Regions from separate parts of the Mus musculus genome. Here all the other regions are linked to region 2. A link is a contact called in public HiChIP or PLAC-seq data. All regions are on one chromosome and are shown on one strand. Each heading gives the region's core, a stretch centred on a gene start, on an enhancer-like site or on the middle of the called end of the contact. The rest is flanking DNA. Distances are from core to core; before and after follow the strand shown.

The links. HiChIP or PLAC-seq counts read pairs in DNA pulled down with a chosen protein or histone mark.
Region 1: a contact with region 2 is called in an H3K4me3 HiChIP or PLAC-seq map of embryonic midbrain, with 3 times the contacts expected there. The contact joins two enhancer-like sites. A contact is called at or near these places in 3 of 39 promoter capture datasets (the 3T3-L1 cell line, embryonic stem cells and hippocampal neurons), 4 of 484 Hi-C or Micro-C datasets (the N1E-115 cell line, cortical neurons, nephron progenitors and 1 more), 8 of 115 datasets of contacts at active chromatin or transcription factors (embryonic basal ganglia, embryonic forebrain, embryonic hindbrain and 5 more) and 1 of 9 other capture datasets (embryonic stem cells).
Region 3: a contact with region 2 is called in an H3K4me3 HiChIP or PLAC-seq map of forebrain, with 5 times the contacts expected there. The contact joins two enhancer-like sites. A contact is called at or near these places in 4 of 39 promoter capture datasets (the 3T3-L1 cell line, the C10 cell line, embryonic stem cells and 1 more), 4 of 484 Hi-C or Micro-C datasets (the N1E-115 cell line, cortical neurons, nephron progenitors and 1 more), 8 of 115 datasets of contacts at active chromatin or transcription factors (embryonic basal ganglia, embryonic forebrain, embryonic hindbrain and 5 more) and 1 of 9 other capture datasets (embryonic stem cells).

What each region holds. Positions count from the first base shown.
Region 1 is chr4:140,257,844-140,261,679 of GRCm38.p6, forward strand. No RefSeq gene overlaps it. Among named protein-coding and RNA genes, the nearest start is that of Igsf21, 13 kb to the left of the region's middle. Within about 2 kb of position 1,323, at least 51 of the 459 cell types and tissues checked have an H3K27ac peak or open chromatin away from gene starts, as enhancers often do.
Region 2 is chr4:139,923,222-139,927,515 of GRCm38.p6, forward strand. The region is part of intron 3 of Gm1667 (a long non-coding RNA gene); the gene reads left to right. It overlaps 4933427I22Rik (RIKEN cDNA 4933427I22 gene), which reads right to left. Exons shown (of 3, transcript NR_045159.1): 3 at 2,890-3,999. Among named protein-coding and RNA genes, the nearest start is that of Gm1667, 15 kb to the left of the region's middle. Within about 2 kb of position 2,795, at least 58 of the 459 cell types and tissues checked have an H3K27ac peak or open chromatin away from gene starts, as enhancers often do. A contact at or near this core is called in cortical neurons and forebrain, where this site is marked.
Region 3 is chr4:140,235,308-140,239,589 of GRCm38.p6, forward strand. All of the region lies in intron 1 of Igsf21 (immunoglobulin superfamily, member 21), which reads right to left. Among named protein-coding and RNA genes, the nearest start is that of Igsf21, 9.4 kb to the right of the region's middle. Within about 2 kb of position 2,179, at least 38 of the 459 cell types and tissues checked have an H3K27ac peak or open chromatin away from gene starts, as enhancers often do. A contact at or near this core is called in cortical neurons and forebrain, where this site is marked.

The DNA of each region.
Region 1 (3,836 bases), core at 73-2,572, 330 kb after region 2:
GGAAGGTTAAAAGAACAGGCCAAGTCGGCCATGCTATGTGACCAGGCGTTGCCGAAGGAGGAGCTACATCCATCCAGATTGATGAGCAAATAAAGGTAGAAGCAGACTCTGGTGGCCTTAGGTGAGGCTCAGAGACCAGACTGGGTCTTGCGACCACACCACCCAGGTGTTTTAAGTCTCAGTTCCTTTTCCCCTTGTCTCTGTCTGCCGAGAAGCTAAACAAACCCCGCAGAGAACCGGCAGCCTCAGCATTTTAAAGAGCTCAGCTCAGAATGTTCCATGGTGTGCCATCACAGTTCCATCAATCCCTGGGTCTCTGTCATCTTGCAGAACACTCACTGAACACCTCCATCCCATGCCTTTCCCTTTCTCCCCCGCTGGTTCTCCTGCCAACCAGAGCCCTCCCTTCTGTCCTGATTTTGGGTATACTAGGTTCATTCCCTGATAAGTAGTGAAGTGTGATATTCATCTTCTTACGACTAGATTCTTTCTCTTAGCACAGTGTTCTTGTGGTTCATCTATGTGAGGATACATATTACCAACACCCCCCCCCCGTGTGTGTGTATCGACACAGACGTGTGCACATTCATGTGCAAGCCTGAGGTCAGTCTCTGGTATCTTCCCCTCACTCTCTAACTAACTGTTTTTGAGAATGGTCTCACTGAGCACGAAGCTCACCGATTTGGCTAGAGTACCTGGGCTGAGTTCTGATGCTCTCCCATTGCTGTGTCTCCAGCCCTGGGATTACAGATGTGTGCTGCCATGCCCAGATTTGTAATAGGTTCTGGGAATTGAACCCAGCTCCTCGTCCTTACATAGCAAGCATTTTACAGACTGAGAAACACCCCGCCCCCTGAATTTCCTCCCCTTTTAAGGCTGAGCAATATTGCTTGTATGTGAACAATTCATTTTCCTTCTCTGGGAAAGGAACAATGCTATTCAAAAAAAATCCATGCAATGTAGCCCCAAGGGGCAGACCAAGCTATGGTGGAGGGGGCCGGTCCTAATTAATGGCTAAGGACTGCTGGGGATGAGGTTCTACAGGGGTAGACAGGTGCTTCACTGTTTGCCTTTCTTCTCTCACAGCAATAACTATGTGCCTGGAGGAAAGAAGCGATTTGCCCACAGTCCTACAGGATGTCACTCCTGTTGGGGAAGGCTTGTTGGCTGGGTGGCTCTGTCTATAGTTGTGTGAGGCAGGTCTGTCCATGGTGGGGGTAGTGGCTCTGTCCATGGTAGCGTGGAGTGACTCTGTCCATGGTAGCGTGGCGGCTGGGTAGCTCTGTCCATGGTGATGAGTAATGACTCTGTCCCTGGTGGTAGGGTGTAGCTCTGTCCATGGTAGCGTGGAGTAACTCTGTCCATGGGGGCGTGGTGGCTGGGCAGCTCTGTCCATGGTGATTGAGGAATGGCTCTGTCCATGGTAGAGGAGCTTGCTCACAGACGATTTATGCTACAGATTAGGAATCAGAAAGAACATCCTGGAAGCAAGGCTGAGAGAGGACCCTCAAAGAACTGCCCCTGTGACCCACTTCAGCAGGCCAGGTGCCACAAACTCCCGAACAGCACCACCAGATGTGGGTCAAGGGTTCAAAGTCAGAAGCCTGCAGGGAGACATTTCAGATACATAGCCTCCAAAAAGATTAACCAAGTGAGTGGGGGTGTCTAAAACATTCTAGATAGGAGGTGCTAGCTACACTCTTTCTTGTTCACATGATGAGAGCACCAATGGGAGCACGGAGAATGAGCAAACACATATGGCCATGAAGAAGGGAATTCAGTGGCGATAAAGAAGAAAGGAAATCAACAAACCCAAACACCACAGGACACAGACTGAAGGCTTGGAGGGCAGGGAAAGGTTGAAGAGGAAGGAAGCTTGTCTGAGAAAGGGGGTGGGAGGAGGGAGCCACTTGCAGGACCTTGTCTGAATGTGTCTCTCTGGAACACTGACTACTCCATGCTCTCGAGCAAGTGGACCATCAGAGTTTTTCTGGGTGTTCTAGCAAATGAGCATGGCTCCTCCCTCCTTTACTGAAGAAAAGCTCTCTCTCTCTCTATGGAGAAAATCCATCTTTTCCCACTGGCCATATGGCTTCTTCAATACGTGTAGAGTGTTGATGGAGGAAGGAGGCACACACTCAGCCAGCCAGACCAGCCAGATTCAGCCAACATCGTACTCACCTAGGAAGGTCTTGATGGAAGTAGCTCATTGACCAATAAGAACAGAGGAAGTACACTGTGGGATAGTTAAGTAGTATGTGTCTGTCTGTGTGTGGGGTGCATGTGTGTGTCTGTGTGTGTGTGTGTATGTGTGTGAGTATGTCTGTGTGTGTGTGTGTGTGTGTGTGTGTGTATGTGTGTGAGTATGTCTGTGTGTGTGTGTGTGTGTGTGTGTCTCATCTGTTTCCATTAAATCTAGAAGAACCTCAGGCTGCTCTCACCTGCTTAGGTAAGAGTCTTCCTACTGAGGTTAGCTAGGGCCGTGCCTTGTAAGCAGGTTCAGGTTCCTGGCTGCACTGGGACAAATAGAAAAGCAGAGATGTGAACTCCACCCTGGCTCAGAATCCCTGGTTCTTCCCATCCCTACAACAGAGGCACGTGTGGGGGCAAAGGGGGACTTCCTAGAAGAGCTGACTCAACAACACTTCACGGTGGCATTGTGAATGCGGAAGCAGGAGTTACAGGAGCCACCAAGGTACAGTCTCCAAGCTGTGCTTCCCTGGATTTATCTGGCAGCCATGTCCAGGGAAGGCTGGAGGCGGTGAGTTCTTGGGCAGGTTTGAGACTGAAGCTGCTGCCATCCTCTGGAAGTGGGGACTAATTAAAGTATACTGGTTTTAGAGCACAGCTGAGACCACCAGTAACCTCAGCTCTGGGGAACTGGATGTCTGCCGGCAGGGGACAAAAAACAAACAAACAAACAAACAAACTCCAAGACGAGAACTGGGTTAAGATACTTTCAGATTGTAACTGGCCTCAGGTGATGTGCATAGTAGCCAAGGGGGCGGGGTGCAGCTGAGAGGGCTTCCTGGAGTAGGTGACAATCAGGATGCATAAGAATGGATTCTAGGGAAAGCTTACCACGAGTCATCCTCCCTGCCTTCACCATGGGTTCCAGGCAGACGCTCTGCACAGGAACCCTACCTCTAACCCTAACAGGCATTTCCCTGTTGCCTCTCTGGCTGCAGAGCAAAGCAAGGAATAAGAAGGGATGGGTAGAGAGGCTTCCAGGCAGGAGACCCTGGTTAGGGCCAGAGACAGGTGACACCAGCCTGATGAATACAACCAGAGACACAGCCAAGAAGGCATCAGTGGAGATGCGTAGGCTCTGATTCCAGCAGAGAGGAAGCGTTCGTTATCTAAGGCAAGTGACAGCCCAGATCAAATACAGTGAGGCCTTACCAGCCGCAAACCTGGTTTTCACACAGTTTACTGGGTGGAGCTTGCCTTTTTGAGATATGGGTGGTCAGGCTGGCAGTAGTCCTGCCTGGAGCACAGAAGAAAACAGAGAGCACAGGACACCATTCCTCCTTACCATCCCTTTCCTGGCAGAGGGAACTTTGGGCTGATCCACTGAAAATTATTGGGTGTCTCTCTGATGCCAGTCATTTTCCTGGGGGTAGAGATGCAAATCTTTGATCTCAGAGTCCTTTCTCCTAGGCAGTGCTTGTTCAGGCATGGAAGGCTTCCTCCGGAGTGACTCTCTCTCACTGTACAGCCTCTGGGTGCTCACACATGTCCCTTTCCTTGAGACTGGCTTGCCCTTATAATGGCATCTTAGATACAGCAGGCAAAGTGATGGATGCCAGCTCCAAGATGAGGTGACCACAGGTGAC
Region 2 (4,294 bases), core at 1,545-4,044:
CTAACAGCCCAGGAAAGAACCAAAAAACCCAGGGACCATGGAAATGCCCCAGCGCTGCCTGAGAGTACCAAGATATAGTTGTGCTCTCGAATCTAGCTTTTGGCTACATACCACACTCGGAAAGTCAATTTTAAATGCTATCCGATTGGACTCTTATTGGTCCACAGAGGAGCAGACTCCTGGAAGTCAGGGCCCCTGTTTTCTGTTTAAAAAGTCATGAACAAAGTTACGACTTTACCCAACGGTTCTCTGCATCTGCTGGGACAAGCCCATGATTTCTGAAGCAGTTCTCATGACAGACGACCTGATGGGTCTTCCAACCCAGGTGAGTTCCCAGGATGGATACATGACTCTCCTCTGTATTTGCAAATGGAGGTTCCCAGGATGGAGTCTGACCGTGGAAACCAGGCAGAAACCCTACCGGGTCAGGAGGCCTTACCCTCTTTGGTTTGGCGTCATCATATTTTTAAATACAATTTAATTTTTACTTTTTAGAAGTACTGGCTGGACATTGTGAGTGGGTAGGTGTGTGTGAGTGTGTAGGTGTGTGAATGTGTAGGTGTATTGTGAGAGTGTGTAGGTGTGTGTGAGTGTGTAGGTGTGTGTCTTTGTGTGTGTAGGTGTGTGTGAGTGTGTAGGTGTGAGTGAGTGTGTGAGTTTGTAGGTGTGTGTGTGAGTGTGTAGGTGTGTGTCTTTGTGTGTGTAGGTGTGTGTGAGTGTGTAGGTGTGAGTGAGTGTGTGAGTTTGTAGGTGTGTGTGTGAGTGTGTAGGTGTGTTTATGTGTAGGTGTGTGTGAATGTATAGGTGTGTGTGTGTAGGTGTGTGTCTGTGTATGTGTAGGTATGTGTAGCTATGCGTGAATGTGTAGGTGTGTATCTGTATGTGTGTAGGTGTGTGTGGGGGTGTCTGGGTGAGTATGTAGGTGTGTGTGTGTGAAAGTATAGGTGTGTGAGTGTGTAGGTGTGTGTGTGTGTGTATGTGTACACCATTATGCAAGTGCTGGGGATGGAACTCAGGTCCTCATGTCTGTACAGAAGGCACGCTGCCATCCGAGCCATGTCTCCAGCTCCCGCAATTTGTTGGTATTTTATCTGGAATACTGGGACCCACGTAGAAGTATGAGCTTAAATTAAATCAGCATCTTTCACTGGCCTTGTCTAGTTTGGGTGTCCAAGTTAACACAGTCTCAACACAGAATGAAACAGCCTGGAGCTGGTTCTGTCGGTGAAGTACTTCCCTTGCAACTAGGAGGCTCTGAGTTCCCATCTTCAGGACATGCACAAAAGCTGCGCCCTACAGTGCATGCCTATAGTCCTGGTGCTGGGGATACTGAGGCAGGGGCTTGCTGGTCAGCCAGCAGAGTCAGATTCTCAAGCTTCAAGTCCCTCGTCCTAAAAAATAGGGTGAACAAGTCAGGAAAGACATTTGATATCTATATTTGGCCTCCTTGAATGTTCACACACACACACACACACCCCTGCACACATACCAGTCTACAAACAGGAACACACAGAGACAAACAGACACACACACACAAGCACATTCAAATGCACACACTCACATGCACATACACACACACACACACACACACACGCATGCACATAAGCACGAACAAACACAGACACTTACAGAGACATACACAGACATGCACACAGTCACACTCACATATGTACACACATGAACGCACTCAGACACACATGCACACTCATGCACACGTGTGTGGGCACGCATATACACACACCATTTGTTCACTGTCCCCTTCCCCAAACAAAAGAAAGCTCCAAGTTTAGCAGCCACTGTGCTGGGGCTCTGATGAGAAAGAGGACAGACACACCTTGAATGGAGGAGGTAGAAGCGGCCAAGGAGACTCTGGACTTCCCCCAAGGCTGGGATAAAGATGCTGTTGTGCAATGCCAAACAGGGACTCAGAACTTCAAGACCTTGAGTTACCTCAGCAAGGAGGCAGACCTGTGACAGGGAAGGACAGCAATCCTGCTCTCTATGACCTGGGCCTGTCCTGGGAACGATGCAGCCCTCCTTACTTGGCAGGAGGATGTGGGCTTGGATGAGGTTCATAGCCACCCCTGTGGGCTGGGCTGTTCAGACCCGGAAACCCTGTCTTAAGCTTTGGAAGTAAACGGGAGATCTCCATAGCAGAGACTATTTCATGCCTGTGGTGTTTTGACTGGCCTGGATATCAGTGTACCGCGTGCGTGCAGTACCTCTAGAGGCCAGAGGAGGGCGTTGGATCCCCGGGAACTGGAGTTACAGATGGTTGTGAGCTGCGCTGTGGGTGCTGGAAACTGAACCGGAGTCGGGTACAAGAGCAGCCAGGGCACTTAACCACCGAGTCATCTCTCTGGCTCTAGTTTTGAGACAGGGTCTTTCCGCTCAACCTGGAACTCACTGGTTTAGTCAGGCAGGCTGCTCATTATGCCCCAAGGATTCTCCTATCTTAGTCTCCCCAGAGCTGGGATTCGGAGTTTGCGTTGTCACACCCGCCCTGCCTTTTACTTTTACAGAGCTGGGGCTCGGAACTCAACTCAGCTGGCGCCTGTAGGAAGCACTCCCTGCACGGAGCTGTCTCCCATCCTCCCACAGTACTGTCTCCTGCTGTTTTCTTTGCTTCTTTTCTATTTATTTGTGCCCCTTTGTAGCCCAGGAACTCCAGCAGGAAGCACGCCCAGCTTCCTTCATCTCAGCGGCAGCTTTAAACAGCCCCCGCCCCCACCCACCCAACAAGCGCACTCCGTAAGCCCCCGGTGGAGCTGAACAGACAAACGTCCTCTCAGTGAGCTCAAAGCCGGTTTCTGACTGAGGCTTTCAAGAAAAGAACCGCTCAGATGTGGAGAGATTAGCGGCGAGGAGGATGCGGCGCGCTCTCTTGTTCAACATTTATTCCAACCTCCTTCACGCGTGCCTTTTTATACCAAGAAGCCAGGAAAAGAAAACCAATTTCCCTATAACCCTCTTGCAAGGAAGACTTTCAGATGCGATTCAGTCTTCCCCAACCAGAGTCACACGAACAGGACTGGGCTTGGAAAGAGTTTAAATAGGAAGAGAAATGGGGTGCGCGCTTCTCTTTTTACTGGCTTGGTATGCTTAAGGAGCTTCCCAATTTGTTGGTTTCCTTGGTAACGGTGGAGGGGACCCAGAAGGATTCTGGGGACTGGAGGTTTTCCCTAAGGCTCAGCTCACAGCCTGCTTCTCCCGTCTCGAAGGTTTGAGGGCTGCTAATGCTCCTTTGCTAGGCAAAACTCCTTCTGTTTAAACTACGGAGGCGGAGGCGCCTTCCATTCTCTCCGATGCAATCTCAGAAGGTTTTTAGAGATGGGGATGCCTGTATTTGGTTATCGATCTGATTCAGAGCCAGCCATCGAGGGCAGTGTCTCGGAGTTGGAGTGCTTGCCTCTTATGCACAAGGCCCTGGAGTCCAACCGCGGGAAAACAGGGAAAATCCACGCAGTGCATTCAACGGAAGGGAGAACCCTACTGCAAAGAGACTAGGACTTAGAGTCAGGTGACCACTACCAAGGGCTTGATGACCATCAAAGCAAGGGTGAGGAGTATGGGGCTGGGGAGATGGTTCAGGAGACAAAGTGATTGACATGTAAGCCTGACAGCTGGAGTTCAGACCCCCAAAGCCCACGGTAGATGCAACCGTGCAGACATATGTAATCCCTACTGGGGAACCGGAATCAGACACAGGGCAATCCTCAGTAGCCTAGCACACACACCGGCAGAGAGACGGTCTCAAACAAGGTGAAGAGGTGAGAGTTGACACCCTGTCCTCTGACCCCAACATACATGCTGGCTTTGCTGATGACATCACACTCTGCCTGGGCACAGAAGGGGCGTGTCCTGAGCCCTTGTCTGCTAAACTCCTTTTCACCATAATGGCCTACAGAGAAGTGGAGCTCTTCACAATGACCTGGCCCGGAGCTCTGAATGGCCCAAGATGCAGAGACAGGTGACCCCTGGCCACGTCCGTCCTCACACCTATAGAAAGAAGCACACACAGATTCATAAGTTGGAGGAGGGAGGGACATGGCCCACAGTTCTTTGTGATGGATAACTCAGGCCTCATCAGAGATCCAGGGGGCATCTGAAGCTGCCTTAGACTAAGCCCTTGTCTGCTCTCCACAGGCAGCACTGAAAATCGGTTGTGCTCTTTGACCCTGAAGGCTGCCTAACCATAGTGCAGCTGGCCTCCCAGGTCCCACAGGCCTCTTTTATTTTTCATTAATTAATTAATTAATTAATTAATTAATTAATTAATTCACTTTACATCCTG
Region 3 (4,282 bases), core at 929-3,428, 310 kb after region 2:
TTCCTGGTTCAAGGGAAGTCTGTCGTCACGGGGCTCTGTGGTTGTGACTCTGTCAACTGGGAGGGTGGGTCCATTAGCGCTAGCATACCAAACCTGTGTCACCACCACCATCACACCAGTCCTCCACAGAGAGCATCTCTCCCTTGACAAATGGGGAAACTGAGGCTGGAACAGGAGTGGGTAACTTCTCCCACGATGGCAGTAAAGCTCACTCTTGCACTTGGCTATGTGCTGAGTATCTCGGAGGCCGACCTGGGATGGTCAGCTGTTGCTCAGTGGGTATTGGCAGCAGACCCCACAGTCAACTTTTCCCTCTTTAGGTCCCTGCCAAGTCCCTTCCTGGTCTCCATGGTTCCCCCAGGCTACTGAGCCCCCCCCCATAAACAACCCTGAGGTAGCCCCTGCCCTGGGTCCCCATGCTACCCTGAGGCACTCACAGATCATGCAGGCTGTTCCCCCCCCCCCGCCCCCAAAGCCCAAGCCTGTTGCTCCCTCCAGACTCAGTGGCTCACAGTTCCCTCCCACCACCACCTCCCTCCACAGAATACCTGATCCGCACCATCTGCTCTGCGTTGCATTTAACATTTTTCTTTAACCTTGCTCGTTATTTACTTAGATAAAGCCACTTTAAAGAAAGAGAGAGAATTTAAATCACAGCCCCAAATGGCAAGCCAACACCAGTTGCTTTAAATAGACGCAGGAACCAATGGCAAAGAGAACTGGAACATGAGGCCTCTTGCTCATAGAAGGCTTGTGGCCCCAGTGAGGCAACTCTCCTTTGTAGACAGGGCCCTGCTATGTAGCCTAGGCTAGGCTGGTACTTGTGATATAGCCCAGGATAGCCTCCAACATATAATCCCCCTGTCTCAGCCTCATGAGTTCTAAGATAACAATATGCCCAGCCCAGTCCAGCTTCCGGCTCATTATCTTTTTGCTTATAGGATGATAGCAGAGATCTCAAGATGGCTAGCATCCCCTGAGGTATTGTCCTGGGTGGGGAAGGACAACCTGAAAAAGGAAAGCTACAAGAGCATCCACCCCAACCCCACTTGTAGTAGTACACCCGTCCCCACCGCAAAGGAATGCGACACAGCCCCACCCACCCATGGGACTTGCTGAGGTAGAAAAGTCCCTCTAAACCATCCCTCACAGTGGCCATCGGCCACCAGCACCTACGACGTTCTCACCAGGTAGAGACTGAATTTGGTTAGTTCATTCTGTCATATGGACACTGAAAGACTTCATCTTTTTATTAATATGTGTAAGTGTGAGTTTGTATGTATGTGCATATGTGTGTATATGTATGTTTGCATGTATGTATGTGTGTACTGTGGATGTCTATGTGTATTGTGTGTGCATGTGTGTATTATGTGTGTATATATGTATGTTTGTATGTATGTGTGTTTGTGGGCATGTCCTTATATAATGTGTATGTATGTGTATGTATGTATGTATGTATGTATGTATGAATATTTGTGTTTGTGTGTATTCATGTGTATTTGTGTGTGTGTGCAAGTATATCCTCCGACCCCCATGCAGGCATGTGTGGAGACCAGAGGCTGATGTTGGAATGTCTGTTTTCAGTTTCTCCTCCATAGCTCCTCAAGGATTCGGAAGGCTCTCTTATGGCTAGACTGTGAGGTCAGCAAGCCCCTGGGATCTGCCCGCTTCTGTCCTCCCTCCCTCCCTTCAGTCCTGGGATTATGGGAGTGCACAATGCCTGGCTTTCTCATAGGTTCTGGGGATACCACAGAAAATACTCTACCCATCTCTCTGGATCCATGGTCATGGCCTCCAATGGCTGTGGCCCTAGACTGTACATCCCAATGTGGGGCCTGGTCCCAGAACCCTTCCATCTTCACCTGCTTAACAGAGGCAGAAAAAGGGAGGAGGAGGAGGAGGAGGAGGAGGAGGAGGAGGAAGAGGAGGAGGAGGAGGAGGAGGAAGAGGGAAGATCCTGAGCCAAGATGCCACTCCCTGCAGCTGTGGCTATCCTAGAAGCCACTAACCCCGCCCTCTCAGGCAGCTCTAGCCTCAGGAACCTCCACACAGGCTGCCTAGCCTCTGCCTCACCCCACCTCGAGCTCCCCAGGCAGGCGGCAGGCCCCATCCCCCGCACCCCATCCACACTGCCTCCCCTCTCAGCAAGCAAGTAGCGACCCACTTTTCCGCAGCAGAAGGGAACAAAGAGGCCTTTGTGAAGTGGCCATCATGGCTGTCCCCACGGTGCTCCTTCCGCTCCTGCCTGGGACAGTAGGTGCCCCGTGACAATTAGCAGCTGTTCACCTGCTCCCTGGAGCCAGGCACCTGGCCTTTGGCTATTCTATAGCTTGAATCTCTGCTTGAGGAGAAATACCAGCCAGGCTGGCTCAGGCGAGGAGGCATGAGTGCCAGCTACAAATGCCAGTGCCAGCCCCCTGCCTTTCCCCTGACTGGCCCTTGTGCCCCCAAGCCTCTGTGCTGCCCATCCAGCCCAGCAAAATGCCAGGGCAGCCCATGGGTGCTTTCCTTTTGGGTGAGGTGAGTGAGCGGGAAGGACAGACAGACAGAGCTGGCTGGGGAAACAATGGTAGAATCCAGGACTAGACAATTAAGGCCATCAGAGGATCCTCTGCAGTTACAGGAACAAAAGGGCAAAGGGGACAGCCTGGGGAAGGAAGGGAGACCCAACAGCTCAGCTGCCTTGCCCTCTGGCCGCTCCTGGGGTTTATGAGACTGGGGACTGCCCACCTTACTCCCCCCTGCCCCTTGTGCTGCCAAGTCCCCACCAGACACTGGGAAACCCTGCAGCTCTTCACACTGGGCTCTTCAGGCATGGGAAACTGGAACATGCCCCCCCCCCAATTACTCTACATTCCGCTTAAGAAACAGTCCTTCCTATCCCTCGCCTCCGGGTTCACGTCATTAACAGGGAGGACAAGCTGGGTCCAGTTTACTGAGAGGCTGAGGCAGGAGGATTGTGCAAGCTCAAGGCCAGGAGAAGCAATTTACTCAACCTCTGTATCAAAAAGTCCAGGTATGGTGGGTGGTGCACGCCTTCATTCCCAGCACTCGGGAGGCAGAGGCAGAGGCAGGAGGATCTCTGTGAGTTTGAATCCAGCTTGGTCTACATTAAAAAGCTCCAGGACAGCCAGGGCTCTATAGAGAGATTCCATCTAAGCAACAACAACAACAACAATAACAATAACAAAAGTGCTGGAGGAGACAAAGCTCAGATGATCACTCACCTATCACACACAAGGCCTCGTGTTCTGAAACAAGTAAATTTTAAAAAGCAAAAACAAAAAAGGTGAGAACAGAAAACTTCCCTCTCCTCCAGCCCTCTGCAGCGCCAAGAGTCTGGAACTCAGTAGGTTCTTTATAATGCCAGCCTGAATCTGCACTGTGTCACCTTGCCCCGGCACTCCCTGGGCAGGGCTTGTGGTTACAGCAGTTGCATCTCACACTGGTCCTGCACCAGACATCACGGCTTCCTCCTGCCCCCTGACATGCCTATCCCAGCAGCCTTCCAGGGAGGGCTTGTACCTTTGGGGAAACCAAAGCTGAGAGTAATGACTGCCACCATGGGTGCCATGTTGGAGACAGACCTGACCAGAAGTTCCAGAAGTTTCTCCATAGACAGCCATCCATCTTGGCTCTGGTTTGGGCTGTGCAGCCATGGAAGATCTCAGTCAGAACATCAAGAGCCACGGGCAGTCGCTGAAGAGTTGTGTACCTTTTCAGAGGCTACCTCATCTCTGGGATCGCCAACAACCATTCCTCACCCAACGGAAGTTCCAGAGAGCCTCCAGCTACAGGGCTAAACTCACTCTGGCTCCCAGGTTCTAAGTACTGACCAGATCCTGGGTCTGGATAACAGAAGGCCCCAGCTGCCATCCAGCCACAGCGGCCATACACAGTCTAATGCCCGGCTCAATCGTGGACCATGCCTTCCAGATTCAGTGGTATAATTTTGTTCTTCCATCTTTCTTGGACTTCTCTGCATTATCAGTCATGTTCAATGTCTCTACAGTGAAAGACATTGCAGTAAAATCACACACACAGACACACACACACACACACACACACACACACACACAACCTCTTAAGATTTTATGTTGGGCCACACTCTTAGCAATTCGAGGCTGGGTGTGACCCTGTGACCCATTGACCAAGAGCTCTCTGATTGTGCTGTCCTCAAAGCCTTCCTGGGCCAGCTCTCTCATCTCCGGGCCATTCCTGTGTTTTCTGTTGAATGGTTTACTCCCTCTGACTGTTTTCAAGCCAGGTGGTACTATGCGGG